Linked DNA regions of Mus musculus: regions 1 and 2 are each linked to region 3. Evidence: chromatin contacts called from public Hi-C and HiChIP or PLAC-seq data. All regions are on one chromosome and are shown on one strand. The core of a region is the stretch at or near the end of the contact, and the rest is flanking DNA. Distances in the headings are between cores, read along the strand shown. Region 1 has its middle 17 kb from the start of Gm15555. Region 2 has its middle 13 kb from the start of Samsn1. Region 3 holds the start of Hspa13 (heat shock protein 70 family, member 13).

Region 1 (3,573 bases), core at 650-3,149, 220 kb after region 3:
CTTGACATTTAACAATTTGGGGGGGGGGAATGTGTACAGAAAACCATATATTTAAAAATATTACAAGGACTGAAGTGGCAAAGTTCAAAGAATTGGCAAATCAGGATCTGCAACAGAAAAGTGGAAGTAAATACATAAAAAGGCATGAACCAAAAACTGTACTTATTTGGACCCTGATTGACATAAGCCAACTCTAAAACACAACGTGAGCCAACAATGGCTCTTTAACCTTTGCTCTACATGTAGGGATGTTCTAGAACTTTTTCTTGTTTGTGTTTAGTGAAGTAGAGGTATTGTGATTACATATTTAAATAATAGTTCTTATTTTATAACTACATATTGAAGCATAAAATCATATGCATGAGTTCTGCTTTATAAAAACACCCAGTGGGGATAGGAATCAGAGGCTAAACTGAGTAAAGAGAAAACAATATTGATGCTTGTTCAGGCTTGACAGCATGAACTCATCTTTACTGTTTCTGCTGTGATAAAGGATAGCAATATGATGATTGAAGCAAGGAGTTTGACTTGTATGTGTGGATAAATACACACATCCTGTGCACACAACCAACTTGGTTGCAGCTTTTTCTCACTGTTGATAGCCCTTAAAGCCAAGTTTAGCCTTTTCTATAAACCTCGGGGTTAAAGCAAAACTAATTACAAAAGTTTCTTTTAATGTGTCAATGCAACCATGGCACAAGGCTTATGTTCAAACAGCCAATATCTGACTTGAGTTAAAGCCCACTCCACAATAGGGAATCCTTATGCTACACTGCTCAGGTGACAAAGAGCTTGAGAGTAGACAGGCCAGGGGTCTAGAGGGAAACCAAATGCCACTGTTCCATTGCAATAAGATGGCTCCTAACGAATTCTGCTGACTCAAAGATCAATCGAAGCAACCCTGGGGAAGAGGAAGCAGAGAGTATAAGAACCAGAGGGGATGGAGGACACTGAGGAAAGAAGAAGCTCTGAGGATCCCAGCACACATGAACTCGCAGACTGATGCAGCATCAGCATCCACCAAGCCGGCATAGTCTGGACAAGATGGGATCCTATAGCCAAAAGGAGAAATGGGCACATAAGGCCTTCATAACACAAAAGCTACCCCCAATTCGTAACCACTTGCAAATAAAAATTTAATCTTCTCTAAACTGTCTCTCTGGGAAACAGACTATTCTCAAGGGTAGGCCACAATCACAGCAGCAGATGGCCAATAGCAAATGAACTTATTTTATCTTTTTTTATCTTATATGTGTGTGTGTGTGTGTGTGTGTGTGTGTGTATGTCTGTGTGTGTGTTTGTGTATATGAATATATGTGTATCTCTGTATCTGTATATTTGTATGTCTATGTGTTTGTGTATATGTGTGTGAATATGTGTGTGAATGTATATGTGTGTGTCTGTGAGTTTGTGTATATGTATGTATGTCTATATGTGTATTTGTGACCATATGTCTGTATGTGTTTCTCTGTGAGTATGTTTCTGTGATTGTATGTGTGCTTCTGTGTGTGCCTGTGTGTTTGTGTGTATGCCTATGTGTGTGTGTATGTGTGTTACTCTGTGTGTGCCTGTGTGTTTGTGTATGTATCTGTATGTCTGTGTATGTGTTTGTCCGTGTGTGTTTGTGTGTGTGTGTGTGTGTGTGTGTGTGTGTGTGTGTACCTTTTTATGCATATGCAAAGTCCAAAGGACAACTTCAAGTCCTTCCTAGTAACTTGTTTAGGAAAGGGTATCTGTTACATACCTCTGTGTATGCCAGGGTAGCTGACTGCCATCATTTGAATGAGATGTACCCCATAACTCTTAGGCATTTGGATTCTTGGCCTCCAGTTGGTGGCCATTAGGAAGGACTCAGAAATGTGTATTTGCTGAAGGAAGTATGTCACTAAAGACAAGCTTGTGGTTTTAAGTGACTCATGTCATTTTATGTCTTCTTTCTTTGCTTCCTGGTTGTGGTTTTTCATGTGAGCTAAACTACTGCTCCAGCCGACATACCTGATGTATGTTCACATGCTTTCCTGTCACAATGCCATGATTCTTATCTCTCTGGAACCATGCACCAAATAATCTCCTCCTTTTATAAGTGGCCTTGGTCATGAAAAGAAAAACCTGAGGCAGAAATTGGAACATGGGAGTCAGGTATTACAGAGACAGACCTGACCATGTGGATTTTTCCACAATTATGGAAGATTTGGATACTTTGAACTAGAAAAGTAGTTGAACACTCTAAAGAGAACTCAGTGGGACATTCTAATAGGACCTAGAAAGTCAGGAGTGCTGAGGGCTTTGCATACTATAAAGACCAAGCACATGATGTCTTAGGGGGACCAATATTAGCAACTGGACTGGAGACCATTCTTGTGATGTTTGGGCAAACATGTGGCTACTTTTTGTCCTTCCCCTAAGAACTTGCCTGAGCTTAAATTTTAAAGTTGTGGAATAATTTCTTTGGTGGAGGAGATTTCAAGGCAGCCTAGTACTGATTCTGTCACATGGTTATTTGACGACACCTTTGGGCAGATCTACAGTGAGAAACAGGCAAATGGGGCAGAAATAAATACAAGATAAGAGTCTTGAGAAAAGAAGGACACTGGAAAGTTTAATGTTCAAGCCAAGGCTTGTGCTGGAAGAGAGGCTGTAGCTGTTAAGGAAATGTGTACCATTATGGAGGGGTCGAAATGCATTTGGAACAAAGGCAATGGCCCAACTCCATCCAGCTAAGACCCCACCCAGCTGTTCTTCCAGCTTGTGACAGGAAAAGACTTTAAAGAAGTTTCTGCTCCTACAAAGCAACAAGAAACACAAGCTGCTGCCCATGTGATTCAAGGGGAGGTGGGCTCACCCCAAGTTGGCAGTCAAACAAGGCAATGTTGTCCACATAGCTCTGGCTTTAGAATCATAAAGAACACAGAAGAAAATGGGTCATGGCATCTTCCTCTACTGTTATGGAGAGCTGCTAAAGCTAGGTTTGTATCAGAGGGGTCTTGGGATGAGGCCTTTGGGTAAAGCTGTATAAAGGAATCCTGGGTTACATTAAAGACCACGAGATGTTGGACTTGCCAAGGCCATGCGAAATATGCCAAAGAGTACTGCACACAGGGAGTAGAACCATCCCAAGAGAAAGAACGAAGTTGCAGGCAGCATAAAAGAAAGAACAGAGCCATCTAAGCCCTTACACATTAGACACAGGGCTTGAGTTTCCTGATGGCTTTTAGTCTTTCATTGATCTACTCTATTCTCACTATGAGCTAGTCCCCATTCTTCCCTTCTGGGACTGCAATGTATGTTCCATTCTAATATTTGTTGGAGTATGTACTTTGTCTTTTTGGTTTTGAGGGGTTTTTTTTTTTTTAATTGTCGTTGTTTGTTTTTTTTTAAGACAGGGTTAAAAGTAAGATGTTGCCTTAAGTCTCAGAAGATACTTTGGAATTCGCTCCTAAGTAGTGTTGATATTGAAAGAATATGGTAACTGTTGAGGTTCTTAATGCATTTGGCATTAATATAGGGCCACAAGACTATGGGAGGCAGGGAGTGAAATGTGCTGGTTTGAATGAGTCACACCCCAGAAACCTT
Region 2 (3,676 bases), core at 33-2,532, 150 kb after region 3:
CTACCATACAATTACAAGGCGAAATGTTTGTGTGTTAGTCCAGTAACAAAGGAACAAAATAGTGTGGATGCTTTTAGTGTAAAACTACAGCACAACAAAATTAAATCTTTATCATGTCTTATATATATATGAAGTAACTTCACTTCTTTAGAATTCCACTTTTACCATTGATCAAGAAGGGACGCACAGGAGATCTCTAAGAAAATCAGTATAATACATAGCACACAGTGCCTCTCCACCCCACACACAACACGAGGATCCTACCCAAATTGTAAACCACAGTGAAGCTCAGCCCCTCCCAGCTGCCAAAGCTCTTTCTCTAAAGCCTTTGTGTTTCTCCTTACTAGGAAGCAAATTAGAATGGTCCTTTACAGGACCTTGTTATGACATATGTGCAACCCATTTATGTTTCTCTCTCATAAGCAAACTTGTTCTTAAAAGCTCTATTTGTGAGAAAGGAATGCTAGATTTTCATTGTCAACTGAGTAGACTGATGACTCAATTAGCCTCATTAACATTTGTGCCCAGCAGCCCAAGACAAACAATGTAGTACAAAACAAAATCAGGTTGGGTAGGAATCAGACTCTGTTCTATTTCAGGGCCAAGAATTCTGAGCACCTAAAGTGTCCTCACAGTGAGCTACATACTTAGATAATTAGTCGTCTGTGGAAAAGCTTGGCTGAAAATTCTGCTTCTCCTAGGCACGAGGACTTCTGAGGTGACAAAAGTAATGGGACCCTGTAAAACTAATATAGCATTGAGTTCAGACATGTCATGTGAACTTGGGACCAGTGTATGCTCTATAGATCTAAGTCCTGATATTGGTTACAGTGGTGAACTATTTCCTCTTGGGATTGGCGTTGGGATTAAATCTCACAGTATGCACAAACTTTCTGATGTGGAAAATGCCTTAGTAAATCTGAATTCCATCTACTGCAACAGTGCAAATCATGACATGGCTAGTCCTCGGGCCCCACCCACCTTCCAGGATGTGGTCTTTCATCCCTCTTGAGTGAAAAGGATGTGGCATGTGAAGTCAATTCAGAAAGTTGTCACGTTGTGACACACAACTTTCTGGTAGTGTGTCCCTCCCAACTTCTAAAGCCAGAGTGCCTATCTTTACTGCTACCTTGATATTCTTGTATTGTCACGTGCTGTCATGGTATTTGACTGTGATGTTTATGCCTAACCAGGGGAAATTTCTATAAGAACAGTAAGTTCTGCTTTCACTTATATTTCAGGCTAGTACTTCATTGTGGGTTTGCCGCTGAACTTCACAGTCATTCCTGTAACTTGGAAAGCCTTAACATCTGAGCCTCTCCCCCTGGCTCTGTACTGCCCTTTCCCTCATCAGATCATGTGGACTTGTCTTACTGTGCTCAGCCAACCATTCTTTTCTCTCTTGTCTTGGCCTTTACTTAGGGATGAAGTGCTTGCTTTGTTTTGTTTCTTTTCTTTGGACATGTCTGGCTCCTTGTTATCAGTAAGACACTGTTCTGTTTGTTGACTCTTCACAGGACCTTCTTCAGGCACATCCCCCTAGATGCTTGACTTTTCTTTTATGTACCTTGAAGGCAGAATGTAGGCCTATTGTTTGCACTGTCATTCAGCTCAGTGAAGATGCCGGTTCAGGAAGTGTTATTGAATGAATCTCTTCTCCAGAAGTATGCATACTTCAAGACATCTTCCTAGACTGACAAGTGCCATGATTAGAACCCCAGAATCCATACCCCTCCTCAGTGAAAAGGATGCGGTGTAGTCAGTGAGTGCTGAATGTGGTGACTTAAAAGGACTGGAAATTTGTTGAAACCCAGACCGGGAATCATTTGGAAAAAAATACTTTGTTTTATGGTGAAATCCATAATATAAATTCACATACCTTCTTAATGATGATAATGATCTATTATTGATCTATAGAACATTTTGTCCCAAGGCTTCCACACCTTTTTACATATATTATTTTACCCTAACAGCCTTTGTGTGAAGTACTTATTCTGATTTTATGCATATGGGAACCTGACTATTTGCATTTCCCTTTCTTTCAGGTCAGCTCCTGATTGCAGACTGATTCTGAGACACTAGCTCTCTGGCAAACATTCATGGAAATGAAATCACTTCTTCCCCAGTGATGGAAGTTACAGATCCCACCTCCAGTAGCATATGACCCTCTAATCTCTGAATATTGGATTTTGAATCTCTAAACTCTCTTTTGTGGAGATGGTGCCTTGGACAACTGATAATTTTTTTTTCAACAGAAAAGAAGTGTACAATGTGATAAGACCCCAGGTGGAAGCATGGACTTGTGACTTTTAGAAGTCGAGATCTAGCCAGTAATTATGTCATATCATTTCCACAGAATCATCTTCTCTGTTTCAGCCAATCAAGGTCGTCTCAGCTGGAGGTTAGTATTGAAGAAATCCCTTCAGTAATGGAATAGACATCACAGCAAGGGAGACGTCTACAGCTGATTCCTATGCTTGTCCTACGTCTTGCGTTGTGATATCCCTCAGCAGAACTCCTAGTTACACTAAGTCATTGCTTCTGGGATCCACCTGCCAGGCTTCTCGTCTCAAGGGAAGACCTTATATCCTTTATTTAAAATTTACTGACTGTCTACACTGGCTTGAACACTTTACCAGGGTAGTCCAATGCTAGGTTGACGTGTGCATGGCTTTCCACAAGTTATTAGTGGGAAGCCAGGTGACTGACACAAAGACAAGGCAATGTGCGTTGTACACTTAGTGAAAGGACTGAGTAGAACAACTATCTGTTAAAAAGGTAAGGGGATGTTTCACTTATGAGAAAATAGGAATGTGCCACATACCTAGAGATGCAGGAAAAGGTACAGGCCTTTCAATAGTGAACACAGAGTATGATAGAAGTGGACATGAGAGTTGTAGGTATGCTCTGGCAAAAGGAAGCAATTTCTTAAAACAAATGTGTTAAAAAAGAATGAAAGCAAGAAGAAGGAGGAGGAAAAAGAGAGGAGGAGGAGGAGGAGGAGGAGGGGGAGGAGGAGAGGAGGAGGAGGAGGAGGGGGAGGAGAGGGAGGAGAGGAGGAGGAGGGGGAGGGGGAGGAGGGGGAGGAGAAGAGGGAGAATGAAAGCTGTAGGAGGTGTTAACCAATGGTCAGGTTATGAATGAGAATATGTTTGGAGAATAGTATGCACCCACCAAAATAATTAGGCTTGGGGGCTGGAGAGATGTCTCGGTAGTTAATAGCACTTGTTCATCTTACAGAGGACTTAGGTTCCATTCCCATTCAACATAGTGTCTTAGAACCTTCCATAATGCCAGCTCAGTGATTAAGATACCCTCTTTCAACTTCTTGGGCACTGGTGTACATAATACAAAAGAAATGAAGTTGTTGCAAATGTACCAAAGACAATGTTATAGTGAAATAAGTTCGGCCTATCATCCAAAAGAGCTGGCATCCTGTAATTTGTGGGAGTACTTGGCCCTGCACAAGGGAAGAGCTGAAAAGGAGCTCCTGGATAGAGATGTCCATGTGAAGACACATGATGTGAGGACACGTGAGAGAGCCAGAGCTAGGGCACCACTCACAAAGGTGTGCTGAGCTTCCAGCAGCTGCCGATTACCAGGAGGGATGGGGATTCCATGGAATAGGAGAGGATCTGGGCAGAAGAGCATCAATTCTGAAATTCTAGCCTGCAGA
Region 3 (4,152 bases), core at 939-3,438:
AGAAAGCACGACAGCAAGTGTACAAATGTTGTACGCATACAAAATGTACACACATAGAGAATACCTATTCACAGTCCACGGGGCTTCAGCATCCTTCCTAAAATGTCTTGAGAGAACTAACTGGAACTGTGATGATGGCGGGATGAGTGCACAGCAAGGCCCCATATCCTGACCTGGTAGCACCAGGAAGTCACTGAACTGATCCACCCTGCAGCTGCTGTGGGATTTCTCACTGAGAGAATACAATTCCCTGACACATAATTCAAACAGCACCGTTAAATCAAATGGACGCAGAGTGTAGATTAGTTTCCTACCTTAAATGGGTATCTGCCAACTTCAGCCTCCAGCTCCTCCGGGGTGAAGATCTTCCCGATGAACCGTTTGGCATCATAGATTGTGTTTTGAGGATTTGAATCAGCCAGCTCTAGGCTCTCATAGCCCACATACACATCACCGTCCGTGAAGGACACCATGCTGGGGATGCTGATATGCCCGTTTTCATCTGGAATCACCTTCACTTTTCCTGTCCCGGGAAAAAATACACCAACCGAACAGTAGGTGGTACCCAGGTCAATGCCAATCACTTTTGGCGTAGGCAATGGTAAATACTGTTGTGCCAAGTAGCCCGCCAAGAGGAGAGTCAAAACAGCTGAACCTGCAAAAGGTAAAAAGATAAGTTTTTATGAAGCTACCACCATATACTGTACCTATAGCAACATCTTCTTAGTAGCACTTTTAAAACAAAACATAAAATATTTCACTTTATAGGATTATTAGCTACTTCTTTTGGACATCAAGTTTTTAACATTCCATCGGGGTACAATTAAAAACAAAGGAGAAAAAAAAAACCCTCAAAAACCAAAAGCCCTCACAAATGTATTTTTGTATAATCCGTTACATGATAATAAAGGAATAAAATGTAAAGATATTTAAATAACCATTATGCTGTTGTTGAATGAAAATATCACAAATGTGAAACTAAAGCTAAATACAATCCAGTTTTCTTGGATTATTGCTATTTAGATTGATAGCTTCATAAACAGTTTTTACCTGTTATTACTAAAATGAAATGCCATTATGAAATTCCCACAGAGACAGCTTTGGTATGTAAGTCTAACCTGTTTGGTTATCGTCTTTACCCATTCAAAAGGATAAAATACGTAAGTTGGATATGTTGATCTGAAAACTGCTTAGGCACTACTGTTACCTCATAGAGTCCAGAAGAGATTTTGCATATATAAGCATTCATTAAGGATATACTTTTCAAAATAGATATTAGGGAAGAAGTATGCAAGTGCTAACCCTGATAGCAACAATATGTAAACTTCCCGAAGGCAAGTTCTAGTCACCATTGAATAGTACGGCCCATGAAGAGCAGAGGCTCAGCAAATATTTAAGGGAAAAGATCATATAGAAACATCAGGCATATTGTACACAAAAGCGAATAAGAACATCACTTTGAGTTTAGAATTAATATCTGATTTGGTTTCACTAGTCTGCGTAATACACCTGTCCCCACTCAAACCCATAATGTCACTCGGTAGTGCTGTTGGTAATTGCTAGCTCCTTCAAATCAACGCCTGGCACATCATAGCAGACCAAGAACCTATCCACTTGTCTCTTCCCACCTACAGACAAATCTCAAAAGCATCTCAGCGTTTGGCAAGGGAATGTTGATTCCCAATCGGTATGTTCAAAAGAGAATCCATCTAAGAATGCACAGGGACTTGAATCCCTCCCAATTCCGCATCCCGAGTGAAGCCAAGAGTCTTCAATCTCGAGATCCCCTTCTTATTCACAGTGGGTTCTCGCACAGAGAACCGATTTCGGCTACCCATTCAAGACCGAGGTCGTTAGCATTCCTAGGCCCTCGTCTCTCAGACCTGTGGCTGGTGGCACGACCCCAAGAGGCCTCCGGCAAGTCAGACCCCCGACTCCAGACGCCCCGCCCCCACCAGCTCCAAACAGCCTTAGCCCCCTTTTCAGGCTCCCTTCGGCTGCGTGACCTGTGATTCAGAGAGTGAGACAACCAACCCTTGCCCACCCAGACCTCGTCGAACTTCCCCGTCGACTTCCATAGTTGCAGGGACCCCTGAGATACTGACCTAAGATCGTCATCTCTCCGGCCATCAGTCCCGCCGAACAGGCAGAAGGATGACTGTACCGATGGGAGGCACCGCCCCCTAGTCGCCGGCTGTCGCGCAGCCTCCTGGGAAATGTAGTCCGTCGGCTCCGAATTAGCCGGAGGAACTACGATTTCCACCACAGCAATGACTCCATCTACCATGAGGCCGCGGGGCGGATTTTACTCAGGCCAGTGAGGGAAGACTCGGCCTCCCCACGCACGAAGGCCCAACAAACCAGGCTTTGTTGTGGGAGCAGCGTCTGGGAAAGGCCAGAGTTTGTCATTCATCAAACCCAAAACGCTGCGAGCTTACTCGCGGTTAAAAAAAAAAAAAAAAAAAAAAAAAAAAAGTCCCTGTAGCCCCGCCTCACCGCGTTGTATTGTGGGAACTGCAGTTCTGGACTGTCCAGAGCTTGGAAGGCATAAAGAGGATAAAACCAATTAAGATTCCGAGGTGGGTTGCGTTGCCAGGCAGGCGGGGAATTCAAACTTCCGGTTTTTTTGTTTGTTTGTTTTTGTTTTTTGTTTCGTTTTGTTGTTCAGCCTCTTTTTTAAGGTTTATGCGTCTTTGGTCGAAATCAAGATTCTAGATAGACTTCTCCTAAGCCCTCCGAAGTCCCCTTAGCATTCCACAGTGGGGCAGTCCTACCGGAGACCCCACCTCTGGTGTACCTGTTCGTTGCTTTGCAAATATCCTTGCAGTCATTAAATGCAATGCCAGCCCGATGCTGTTGGCAGTAAATTATTTCACGGGCTCGTCAGGAATGAAGTTTGTCCAGGACCGCATGGTTTATCCAAGATATTTTCAAATCTAATATTAACATTCACATATGCTATTACCAACTAATATGGAAAGATACATTCTACTTTTCGTTTTAATTATGTCATAAATGGCCAGAATTGTCTTCCTGGACAGGTCCGTCCTTTCACGTGTTGACTATCCGATCACTTTTCCCCTGGCGCCATAAGACACGTTAGCAAAGCAATTTGAAGAAGACAAGATTTATTTTGGCTCAAAGTTCAATGGTACAGTTCCTCATAGCAAGGAAGTCACGGAGGCAAGACCTTTTAACCAGCTGTCCCCATTGCACCCAGTCAGGAAGCAGAGACAGGAAACGAAGGCATCTCTCTCTCTCTCTCTCTCTCTCTCTCTCTCTCTCTCTAATTCAGCCTTGAACCTGCTGGATGTCGGAATAGCAGTGCTCATAGTTAGGCGAAGTCTTTTCGCCTCAATTAATCAGGTCAGAAACGCCCTCATATACATACCCGGAAGTTTACTTCCATGATGATTCTGAATCCCAGCAAGACGAAAAGATTAACCACAATTATTGAGGGGGAGGATACAGGTGGTTTTTAGTATATAAAACATGATGTTTTCCCCTCACTGTTTAATATTTGATACGACTTAAGGACTCCTGGACGTGACTTTACTGTTGGGAAAGTTCATGAACACTTAAGGTCCTAGAAACTTAAATGTGCTTCTCTGGCTAGGTGCAAATCAATAGTCCTAATTGGCGACAGGTCTACTAGTTGTGGGAAAGAACCTCTACTGGCTTTCCACTTGCGTAAAATCTTGTATCTTTTAAGTTTCTAGCTATCTATGTACTTTATCTATGATAGGTTGGTCTATGTCTATCTGTCTACCTACCTATCTACAGATAGATATTATCACACATACATATATAATGATTTTATATCTGAATTATGGCTAACAGAGACCCATTATAATACACTTTAGTGTTTTTAAATACTTTGTCATGTGAAAAATGAAAAGCATGTGGATATATGACTACTATTCGCCAAAGTTCTTAGGAAGAATGAAGAAAGCATAATTCAAACATCCAACTGATGATTTTGATGGGTAATGATAATTTTAATAAATGTTATCGAACAGTTACTGTGTGCTTAGCACAGTGGTAACCATTGGCATCAATAAAGGATAGAGAGAAGGCAATCAGAAATTTAATTCAACATGCTGTGAGACATAGAAATAATATGATCACTGGGAAGGAGCAAGACTGGAGAAA

The links. A called contact is a pair of places that touch in the nucleus more often than the background predicts. HiChIP or PLAC-seq counts read pairs in DNA pulled down with a chosen protein or histone mark.
Region 1: an H3K4me3 HiChIP or PLAC-seq map of bone marrow-derived macrophages shows a contact between it and region 3, with 3 times the contacts expected there. The contact joins the enhancer-like site here to the promoter of Hspa13 in region 3. A contact is called at or near these places in 2 of 484 Hi-C or Micro-C datasets (bone marrow-derived macrophages and nephron progenitors), 4 of 115 datasets of contacts at active chromatin or transcription factors (bone marrow-derived macrophages and embryonic stem cells) and 3 of 9 other capture datasets (adipose tissue, embryonic stem cells and liver).
Region 2: a contact with region 3 is called in a Hi-C map of B cells, with 1.7 times the contacts expected there. The contact joins the enhancer-like site here to the promoter of Hspa13 in region 3. A contact is called at or near these places in 13 of 484 Hi-C or Micro-C datasets (B cells, CD4 T cells, the G1E-ER4 cell line and 9 more), 5 of 115 datasets of contacts at active chromatin or transcription factors (CD8 T cells, the HPC-7 cell line, bone marrow-derived dendritic cells and 2 more) and 1 of 9 other capture datasets (liver).

What each region holds. Positions count from the first base shown.
Region 1 is chr16:75,982,077-75,985,649 of GRCm38.p6, forward strand. No RefSeq gene overlaps it. Among named protein-coding and RNA genes, the nearest start is that of Gm15555, 17 kb to the right of the region's middle. Within about 2 kb of position 1,900, at least 46 of the 459 cell types and tissues checked have an H3K27ac peak or open chromatin away from gene starts, as enhancers often do. A contact at or near this core is called in bone marrow-derived macrophages, where this site is marked.
Region 2 is chr16:75,919,974-75,923,649 of GRCm38.p6, forward strand. No RefSeq gene overlaps it. Among named protein-coding and RNA genes, the nearest start is that of Samsn1, 13 kb to the left of the region's middle. Within about 2 kb of position 1,283, at least 50 of the 459 cell types and tissues checked have an H3K27ac peak or open chromatin away from gene starts, as enhancers often do. A contact at or near this core is called in B cells, CD8 T cells, bone marrow-derived dendritic cells and 4 more, where this site is marked.
Region 3 is chr16:75,764,630-75,768,781 of GRCm38.p6, forward strand. Hspa13 (heat shock protein 70 family, member 13) reads right to left here and starts at 2,189. Exons shown (of 5, transcript NM_030201.3): 1 at 2,106-2,189; 2 at 315-655. The coding sequence starts at 2,130.